Linked DNA regions of Drosophila melanogaster: all the other regions are linked to region 3. The links are chromatin contacts, called in public Hi-C maps. All regions are on one chromosome and are shown on one strand. Each heading gives the region's core, a stretch centred on a gene start, on an enhancer-like site or on the middle of the called end of the contact. The rest is flanking DNA. Distances are from core to core; before and after follow the strand shown. Region 1 holds the start of CG1571. Region 2 holds the start of slpr (slipper). Region 3 holds the start of CG2116.

Region 1 (3,484 bases), core at 145-2,644, 54 kb before region 3:
CACCCAGTTGGGCCAATCCGGGCTTCATTTGGATCACACCAGAGCTGACTAGTTCGGCGAACAGGCGAAGATCCACGCGCAGTTTGCTCGGATTGCCAATCTTCTCGGTGGCCTTGATGTTCAGTGCCTTTTGCCAGGCCTCCAGAAAATGGACATCGAAGTCGGCATATGTGCAGTGCAGCCGAGAGGCCAGCGTCACCACCGCCGGCACATCAGTCATTTTCAGTTTGGCCTCGACCAGCGCGGCGCATATTTCCGAGATGTATTTGCTCAGGTTTAGAGCAGATATCTCACGCAATAGTCCGTCCAGCTGTGTGGCCGTGAATAGTTTCAGTTTCTTGACGAATGCCGTGTTCTTTTTGAGATTGGAGTCCAGTTTGGCGAAGTACTCCTCACCGGGCAGCTCGATTGTGGAGTTTTGGAGGCGCAGCTGTCGCTTGCTCTCGATCTTCTCGCGCAGCTCGCTTATGAACTGTTGCAGCTCCTCGCGCTCTTCGGCCTCCAGGGCAATGGCAGCAGCCGCATCCACATCTTCATCCGCATTTGCGTCCGTGTCGCCGGTATCGATGTCGTTGTCGTTGTCACCCTCGGCAACACCATCTGCCAAATCTTTCCTCGACGACGGCGGTGTGGACACCTCGCTGTCAGTCGTTGCAGAATCGTTGGCTAGCATGGCGTTGGTGGAAGTTCCGTGAACGGATTCACGTTGGCGCGACTTGATGCGCGGTGGCTATGTTTTGAAACTGGACCTGCTGGCAAAGGTATGCGAATCGGGAACTATTTTGTTCTTGGAGAGCTAAGGCTGAGTGTGATTGGGCATAGTTTTTAATGTGAAATAGTCACCTTAGGTTGATCAGTTGCTGGAACTGTTCGGACGAATTATATATTTGATATTATGTTCTTTAAATAACTGTCATTGCTTTGTTTTTCCCACGTTTTTCCGCCACGATTTACATGCGGGGGGGTTGAGGAGGGCGATGTTTTTAATATTTTTTTATGATATGTTATCGATAACAGCAGACGTTTTTGTCTGGGCTCATTGCTTCTCGATAGCACTAGCGCTTGCTTAAGCTGGTCACTTTACATTCGCTGTTGTCATCGGAATCTAAGTTATTAAAGGCTGATCACACTGTGCAAGTTAACCGTTTTTTAAAGTAACAAAAATTAAAATATTACAGATCCAGTTATTAACGTATATTTCTGTTCTCTATTATATCGTATTATGTTTAACCACTTGTTATTTGTTATATTATTTTCATTCATCAAAAAGTAATGCACTCTAACTATACATTGAGCTAAAACCATGGACTAAACAGGTGCGCTGGGTCACCTTTCCATTTGTCCCCGAATATGCTTAGTTGGATTTTCTTATTTAGTCAAATGTACATAACACACAAACATAAAACACAAAATACGAACGGGCACTATCCAAAAAAAAAAAACTTAAAAACTTAAAAACTTAAGACAGGAGTAGGAGGAACAGAAGTACACTGGATTCTGCAGCAGAACTATTTGGGAAAGGCAGTTAAATCTCTTCAGACTGCTCGAAACATCTGAATGCCCTTCACGCTGCAATCCAATCACATAGAACTCCTTCTCTGCAGCTTTAGCTTTGGATTCCCTGAAGAATTGGCTTAAATCCCTTGAAAAAGTAGTTGTGCTTTTGACGACATGTACCAGAATCAGTTCATCTATTCCCGCGAGAGGCGTCGCTTTGGGCGGCAGTGCCGGTTCCAGGATCGCAATGAACTGATGGTCAGCGTACATCCCAGTGGCCGCCAGCGTCTAAAGTACATCATGGCCAATCCGTCCGAGAAGTCCACCCAACTGAGCCGCCAAATGGCGCTGACCGTCATGGAGACGGAGAACGTGACTCTCGACCAGCACGGAATGTATCACTACGAGGGCGGTTGGCCCAAGGAGGTTAACTTCAATGACGAGGAGCAGACGCAGCGGCATCGCAAGAAAGTGGAACGCGAAGATAGCTGGGGTGAGCAGGTCCTGTCTATGATTCGCACCACGATGTCGGTGGCGGAGCAGAACAATACCCTCAATATCTACCAGAACTTCTTTGCGGATCTGCCGCCGGAGTTGGGACATGACATCAAGATGAGGTTTCGCGCCCGGGTGGCCAATGTGTTCCATGATCTCTGGCTGCCAGCACGCCAATTGAGGTCCATTGAGTGGATGCCCAACAATAGCCGACAGTTTATGACCCAGTATACCAATCACTTTGCAAAGGGAGAGCGACTGCGGCCGGTCACGGATGAACCATTTGGCGGGACAAATGGCTTCTATGTGTGGGATGTGAAGAATCCACTCAAGCCGAGGATCACCTACGACAGCAAGCAGCAGGTGTCGTTGGCCAAGATTTGTCCCAAGGATGAGAACAACATGGTCGGTGGCACGGGGCTGGGGCAGGTATGTCTGTGGGGCACCTTTAAGGGCGGACTACCCATAAGGAATTGCCCCCTGGAGGTGTCCCACAGGGAGACCACTTCGGCCCTCTGCTGGGTTCATTCCAAGTCCAATACGGAATTCTATTCGGGCTCCCTGGATGGCTCCATTAAGTATTGGGACACCAGGGATCTGAAGATGCCCATGCAGGAGCTGCTCCTCGAACCGGAACCGCAGGAGCGTCAATCGCGCATGGATTCGCATGGAGTGACGGTGTTGGAGTTCGAATACACCATCCCGGTGCGCTTCATCATCGGCAGCGATATGGGTCACGTTTTTGTCGGCAATCGCAAGGGTATGACTCCGATGGAAACCCTTCTGGCTCACTATCAACTTTTTGTCGGACCCGTGCGCAGTATCAATCGAAATCCCTTTTTCGTCAAGAACTTTCTGGTCACGGGCGATTGGCGGGCAAGGATTTGGTCGGAGGAGGTCAAGGACAGTCCGTCTACCATGTATTTCCGGAAGAATGCACAGATTTTATGCGGCGCTTGGAGCACAGGTCGCTGCTCCCTTTTCGTCACTGGCGATATAAACGGCGTGGTGGACTTTTGGGATCTGTTGCTTCATCACCGTAAGCCCATTCGTTCCGTGGACTTTAAGGTAGCCATTGCGGATTTGGTCTTCCGGCCGGAGGGCGATCTGCTGGCCATTGGCCTGAAAAACGGCGACACTCACATCATGACACTGGATGAGTCCATGCGACAGGCAACTGGCAAGGAGAAGGCACTCATGGCCGCCGTAAGAATTGAACATTCTGTAATGTAATCCCCTCTCTCTAATTAACACTATATCTTCTGGAAGATGTTCGAGCGGGAGATCGTGCGGTGTAAACTACTGGAGGCTCGCTATGATGAAGTTAGGCTAAAGCGGAAAACGCTTCAAATGGCCGAGGAGGAACGTGTCCGGAAGCAGCAACAACTGGCGCCCACTCTCGAGCTGGATCCCGACAATCCCGATCAGTTTGTGATGATGATCGAGGGCGATGAAGAATTTCGCACGGCCATCACCGAATTCCAGGACATCA
Region 2 (3,267 bases), core at 635-3,134, 47 kb after region 3:
CTTGGAATAGGTGCTAACGCTGATGACCTCCGGTGGCATCCAAGCGTACGTGCCCGCCGCACTCATCCTCTGCGTGTTGTACATCTCCCTGGCCAAACCGAAATCCGTGATCTTGAGCGTCTTCTGCTGCAGATGATTGCCCTCGATGGCCTCGTAGATCAGCACATTGGAGGACTTGAGGTCGCGATGTATGATCGACATGGGCGCCTCATTGTGCAGATAGTTCATGCCTCTGGCTATCTGAATGGCCCAGTTGACTAGTACATCGGGTGGTATCTTGCCAGCCAGTATGCGATTGAGACTTCCTCCCCTGGCATACTCCATCACCAGACAGAGTTTGGTATTCAGACATACTCCTCGCAGGGCTGCTATATTTTCGTGCTTGAGGGCCCAAAACAGTTTGGCCTCCTGCAGGACATTGTCCCGCATCCTCTGCATATCATCCTCGCCCGTTTGATGGGCAATCTTAATAGCCACCTCCTCGCCATCGTAGTAGCCACGATGGACCTTGCAGAAGCCACCGGAGCCGATAACTTCCTTGATGTCCAGCTCATTGTATTCGATCTCATGCGGCTGGATGTCGCCAATGGCGGACGAGACATTCAGTTGCAGTGGGTCCTCATCGGTGACAAAGTCCTTGGGAAAGACACCGACCTGCAGGAGAAAGATTGGGGTTTAGTTCAATGGTTCATTGTTAGAAAGGTAATCAATCACCTTATCTCCAATCTTGCCGGTCCACCAGCCCACATCGCCAGACACCTCGCTGTCCGTGGACAGGACCACAACGATTTCGCCGCGTCGCAGTGTCAGCTCATCCTCGCCCTGGGCATCGTAGTCATACAGCGCGGTCCACAGGCTGCCATCGCCCACCTGGGTCTCGACTTGCTCTAGATCTGGTATGGGAATCTCTGGTATCTGCGGATGATGCAGTTGCTCTAACTGCTGCTGCTGCTGCTGCTGTTGCAGCTGCTGCTCCTCGCTGATCGGCAGCATGTTGGTGGTGTCCAATCCTCGGGAGACCTGCGAGGGCATCAGAGGCGCACAGTTGGCGACATGGAAACCATGAATCTCTTCTTTGTTTTTGTTTTCTGCTTCTTTTCCTTTTTTGTTGTTTTCTCTTTGCTTCCTTCGCTTTTTAACTTGCTTTTGTTTCGCTGTGTGTGAAAGAGAGATAAAACCGCAAAAGGGGCGAAGAAGAAGCAGCAGCTTAGTAATATTTGTTGCCAAAGGGGGTGGGGTGGGGTCAGCTTACGGGTAAGGATGTTGCGGCTAATCCTGCTCTCCTGCCCACCGGATTCGGATTCTCCACTCTCCTTGTGTCCCACTGTCCGTCCGTCTGTCCGTCCGTTGACCACACGCACAAGAGCAAAAACAATAGCAACAGCGAGAACAACAATCACAACAACAACGGCACACAATCAGACAACACGGTACAAAACACACACACACGCACACGCGCTGCTGCACACCATGGTCGCTCTCTCGCAGTCGCAGTCGCCGTTAACGTCGTCGGTTATTTTGATCTATCCTTGATCCTGTGCAATCGGTTATATCCGTTTTATTAGCCCGTTTCTGCATATGTTTTTTAAACACATATGTATTAAAAAAAAAAAACTAGAGTTGCACTGTTCAAATGTGAACTAGTTTAATTGAACTGGTCTTTGGACCCAGCCGAGTGAACTGGTTACATTTGCGGTTCACCTGGGATTTTGGTTCCAGTTCGTTGGCATAATTTTAACTAAAATTGTGATCAAGGTAGTTGTTTAAATACCTTTATATTGGTAATTGTTAATATTTGTGGTAGAACAAGGTTTTGTCGATCATTTTGTTGTGGCTCACATAAACCAGTTGCTGCATTTATACTAGTTCCATTCGCAAATGTACTAAAAAATGCCATCAAAACGGTGTTGGGCAACGCAAAATATTTGGTATTTCAAAATACCTTATTCAGTATTTTCAATATTGGTATTTATCATGTCGATTATTTTATTGACCGTTAATATTCAAATTTGAAATGTGCTTGAAATGTAAAAATTTTAGTATTTAAATCCTATTAACATACATGCAAAACTCAAAAGCATTGTTGATGTGTAAATTTAAATTAACTGAATTTAAAGTACCGTAAACCAGAACGATTGCATTAATTGAACTTCTTCAGTTTTTAACAACTTAACAACTTAATATTTAATCGAATAAATAATTGAACTTAGTCGTTATCAATGCAAACTGAAAATTATGCTACCATCAATGGGGCTATTGTAACACTTGCATTCATTTAAAACTATTAAAGATTGAATATATCGAATGTCATGCACTTCGATTAAATCACATAATGTGAAATAATTATTTAAAATCACGTTTCAAATGGAATGTCGCTGTCATATGTTTTCCGTTTTGATATTCGGCTATTTCGTGATGCGCATGATTTTTGCAGAGAAGTCGGGGAAATCCATGGAAAAGGGGGGCTTACAGCTGCTGCTGCTGCTGCTGCTGCTTTGGCCGCTTTGGCTGTTTGGCCTGTTTTGCCGATGCGGATATGGCCTGATGATGTTGCTGTTGCATCGCGGAACGGAACGCTGTGTATACTGTGTATCCTCACTACCAACACCACCAACCCCCCACCCACGCCACTGACTCTCTCGTCGGGCGCCCAACACGCGCCCTTGTGTGGGTGGTGGGTGGTGTGTATTGGGTCGGTGGTGGGTGTTAGTGGCTTGTGGATGCTGGGTGGCCTAGTCCATGCCATGTGTTTAGTAAGTCCCCTCCCTCTGCTACGCTCCCTTGAAAAGTTCGGCGGCGCTCGTGTCCTTTCGGCTGCGACGCTGCGCCGTTCATCCTTTTGGTCCAGCGTCGGCATCGCACAGTGGAATGGAATGCTAATCAATCGCTCAAAAACCATAAAAATATGACATTTTAAAGAGTTAAGCCGATAATTTAAAACAATAATTAACTAATTGGTTGTAATTTAGTGTATTTTATGCATCTCAACATCTTTATACACATGTTTATGATATTTCAAGGTTTTATTGCTAAAAAATGTACAAGCAGCGAGTGCTAGAAACATAGCGTAGATAATTTTCTTCACATTTATGTTGCACAAATATTGTAATATTATTAACCAATTTTGAACATCTAATTATGGTCCGATTGGGCCCACTGTGCTTCGGCAACAGAGCGACTCGTGCCGAGCCGATGGAAACCGAAACGAAACCGGGCTGCTGGCTGATGTGGCGCTACATCCGCAACTCCCGTAGTCGTAGTGACAGC
Region 3 (3,292 bases), core at 268-2,767:
ATAAATAAATAGATGCGATAAAGGCAAACACCGAAGCTTAAATCAACATCAACATAATGCGTTTGCAACTTTGCGTAATCCTATTTTGTGATGTTACTAGCTGGCAGCTAGTATGGTTGGTTATTCGCTTATTGTGCTCTCTATTTGTATTTGTGATTCCCATCTCTTATTAACTTGACTGGGCATTGTAATCAGCCCAATTAACAATATAACTTGGACTCTACTTAAAAACTAAATATACAAGTATGTATGTATTTGTATCTTTCGAAGTGACGGTGCCCTTCACTCGTTTTGAGTTATTTCAAAATCATAGGGCTTATGTCCTTAGTCCTTAATCTTACAAATTAATATACTGAGATATTATTCAATATAACATGTGTGGTTACAATTGTATAGATGTTTTTTTGTCAATAAACTTATACGATCCTTTCAGTTGGTCCTTATTCTAAATCGCACAGATAAGTTCTTTAAATCTAAGTGTGATATTTTTTTAACCATTTGTTTTTACTGTAACTTGACATAGTTTTTTTTTTTTATGTATAACTGATATTATTCTTACCTTTTAGAACGAATTTAATATCCTTTCATCATCCCAATTTTAGCATTCTTTAAGATTTCGCGTTGAGCTTCTTCTCTTTTTCTATAACACTTATATTATAAACAGTAAAAAAAATCACATTCCTTGCGCAATTATGCGGTCAATTTGAATTGCGAAAAAAAGCAGAAGAACCGCAATTTTCAAATTGGTTAATTATCAGCTACTACGCATGCGCGCACTTCGCACGCTCTCAACGAACAGAAACAGTAAACACCGTAAAAAAAAAAACAAAACACTAACTGCTATTGAACAAGTGGATGAGATCGCGAAACACGCCCGTTTTGGATTGAAGAAGTCTCAAGAAGACAAGCGCGCGCCACCGAGTGTGCAGATGCAATGCACCGGGCCAATTCCGAGTCCAGAAGTTAGCCAAGTTAGTCGCGAGCGCAGACCGCAAAACAGTCAGTACAGCAACAACAACAATGAGGGAAGGGGCCAAAAGCGGCAAAAGACGTTGGCCGACGTCGCGCATGCCCAGCGATGTTTTTTTTTGGCGCGCAAGCACCTATTCAAATTGCGCGTTATCGATAATGCGCATGTATCGATATTTTGCGATCTATTCATCGGCACAATATTTAATTTATTTATTATATATATTTTAGTAAAGAAAATACACGTTTCACACAGGCAATGATCGAAATTCGAATAGATGTATTCGCATTTCTCGAATTTTCGTTTTTCTTTTCAAAAAGTAGCAGTTATTTGATCGAAACAAAATTAATATTGGTCGATATATGGAATGTCATACCTCGTTGAATTTGTAATAAAGTTTCAAATCGAGTGGCATTTACAGCTCAAAATGTTGGATTTTCATGATCTATGATCTACGCAGAGTGAGTCGATGTATGAAAGCGGAAGGAAGCAAGCATTTCTACAAAGCGAGTATTTTGTTGAAAATTGCATCGATACCTGGTATCCGATAGTTAGTTTCGGCCAGCAACCTGCGACTGGTCACACTTGCAACTTTTTACGTTTTTTTTCGGCAGTCGTGCGAATTAATTAATTAATTCAGTTGATGTGACCAGGATGAGCCACAAACGCTGCCTTGCGAACGAGGTAATCGAATTCGTCCTGCCGGCCAATAGCGATTACTCGGACGAAGACAACCGTGGAAACGTTCGTGTGATTAACACTAGCGATGATGCCACCTACGTGCTTCTGGACAACCTGGGCAACGAGTTCGAAGAGGACATCATCATCGTCAATGAGAACGGCGTGGAGAAGGAGATGCTGATGAGCAAGGAGCTGCGCGACTTTATAGTGGGCTCCCGGGTGAAGGATTTGACGGATGACGAACAGATGCCGCAATTTGTGGTCAGGGAATTGGATATGAGCGAAGTGGGGGATTTGGTGGAGGTGGAACCGGAGATGGAACAGGAGGCGGACTATGGCGACTACGGCGACTACGAGCACGAACCTAGCTACGGCCATCCGCGCGATAACGAAAGGGTGGAAGAGGATCTGGATATGTATCCACCGTCGTCACCCTCGCTGCCACCATCGCCACCAAGGCCGCCGTCGCCTGTTGTCCAGCCCGCTAGCAAAGCTAGAAATTCTGCCCGCCAGATCGCCTTACGTAGCTTTGTCAGCCAAAAAAACAACGACGACGATGATGGTAGCGTGAAGGAGGTGAAGCCAAGCGAAAAGATGCTGGAGGAGTTCAAGGGACCGCGTCGCTACATGCTTTTCGACGACCTGATAGCCACCATTGTGGACTTTGACGAGGATAGCACACCCCTTGTGGAGTTCTCCATGATCAGCGACATCATGGACGAGAAGCTGCCGGTGGAGTGCGGCATTTGCCCAGATGTGATGCACAAATCAAAGCTGTCCAAGCACCACAAGACCCATCTGGTGCCTGGCACCAATCGCTATGCTTGCATTTACTGCACGGAAACGTATCGCGACTGCAAGTACCTGGCCGGACATGCGCGGCGCCACATGGGCATCCGTCCATACGTCTGCGAACTGTGCACCCTATACTTTTCGACCAAGCAGGATCTGCGCGTGCACAATCAGCGCCGACATCTGGAGAAGGAGCATATTTGCGAAGTGTGCGGCAAGACGTTCGCCCAGAATACCCAGCTGAAGCGGCATCGCGAGGCGACGCACGAGAAGAAGCGGCGATTCCAGTGCGAGTACTGCCAGAAGGCCTACTACAAGAATTTCTCTCTGCAGGAGCACATCCGCAATGTTCACATGGGCAAGCGGCGGATGCTCAAATGCCCATTCTGTGGCATGCAGTGTCGCGATGCTCACAAGATGGCCCGTCATCGTAAGGAGATGCATCTGAGCCAGGGCACATACGTGTGCCATTTGTGCCAGGAGGAGTTCACCGACATCAGCTACTTCGATGCCCACAAGCGTTCGATTCAGTGCCGTAGCAATACGCGTCGCTTTGTGAATGCGGATGGGAATCGTGAAGGATCCGATTCGGAATCCATTTCCGGTCGCAATATGAATGGCCAGGACGACGATTACGACGGCATGGGCCCACTGCAGGAGGAGTACGACGAGGATGACGGCCTGTTGGTTGAGGACAATCAACCAGAGGAGCAGGGTTCGCCGTCCAATCGCCAATATTTGGACGAGAGCGAGCAACAGTATGTGCAGCTATCGGATTACGATGACCAGCACCTGCTGGTGGAGAACGCAGTGGACGCAGAGGATGGCGGTGAGGATTTAGATGAGCTG

Evidence for each region. A called contact is a pair of places that touch in the nucleus more often than the background predicts.
Region 1: a Hi-C map of the OSC cell line shows a contact between it and region 3, with 2.9 times the contacts expected there. The contact joins the promoter of CG1571 here to the promoter of CG2116 in region 3. A contact is called at or near these places in 28 of 107 Hi-C or Micro-C datasets (the D17-c3 cell line, the Kc167 cell line, the ML-DmBG3-c2 cell line and 9 more).
Region 2: a Hi-C map of the Kc167 cell line shows a contact between it and region 3, with 2.5 times the contacts expected there. The contact joins the promoter of slpr here to the promoter of CG2116 in region 3. A contact is called at or near these places in 13 of 107 Hi-C or Micro-C datasets (the D17-c3 cell line, the Kc167 cell line, the ML-DmBG3-c2 cell line and 4 more) and 1 of 6 datasets of contacts at active chromatin or transcription factors (the Kc167 cell line).

What each region holds. Positions count from the first base shown.
Region 1 is chrX:8,074,483-8,077,966 of dm6, forward strand. It overlaps CG1571, which reads left to right and starts at 1,395. Exons shown (of 2, transcript NM_132207.3): 1 at 1,395-3,198; 2 at 3,262-3,484. The coding sequence starts at 1,672. It overlaps Upf2, which reads right to left and starts at 984. Exons shown (of 3, transcript NM_132206.3): 1 at 1-984. The coding sequence starts at 673.
Region 2 is chrX:8,175,301-8,178,567 of dm6, forward strand. It overlaps slpr (slipper), which reads right to left and starts at 1,885. Exons shown (of 8, transcript NM_001201630.2): 1 at 1,253-1,885; 2 at 715-1,154; 3 at 2-654. The coding sequence starts at 993. It overlaps sdt (stardust), which reads left to right and starts at 3,249. Exons shown (of 15, transcript NM_001298082.1): 1 at 3,249-3,267.
Region 3 is chrX:8,128,295-8,131,586 of dm6, forward strand. CG2116 reads left to right here and starts at 1,518. Exons shown (of 1, transcript NM_132216.4): 1 at 1,518-3,292. The coding sequence starts at 1,625. The region is part of intron 1 of cyr (cypher); the gene reads right to left.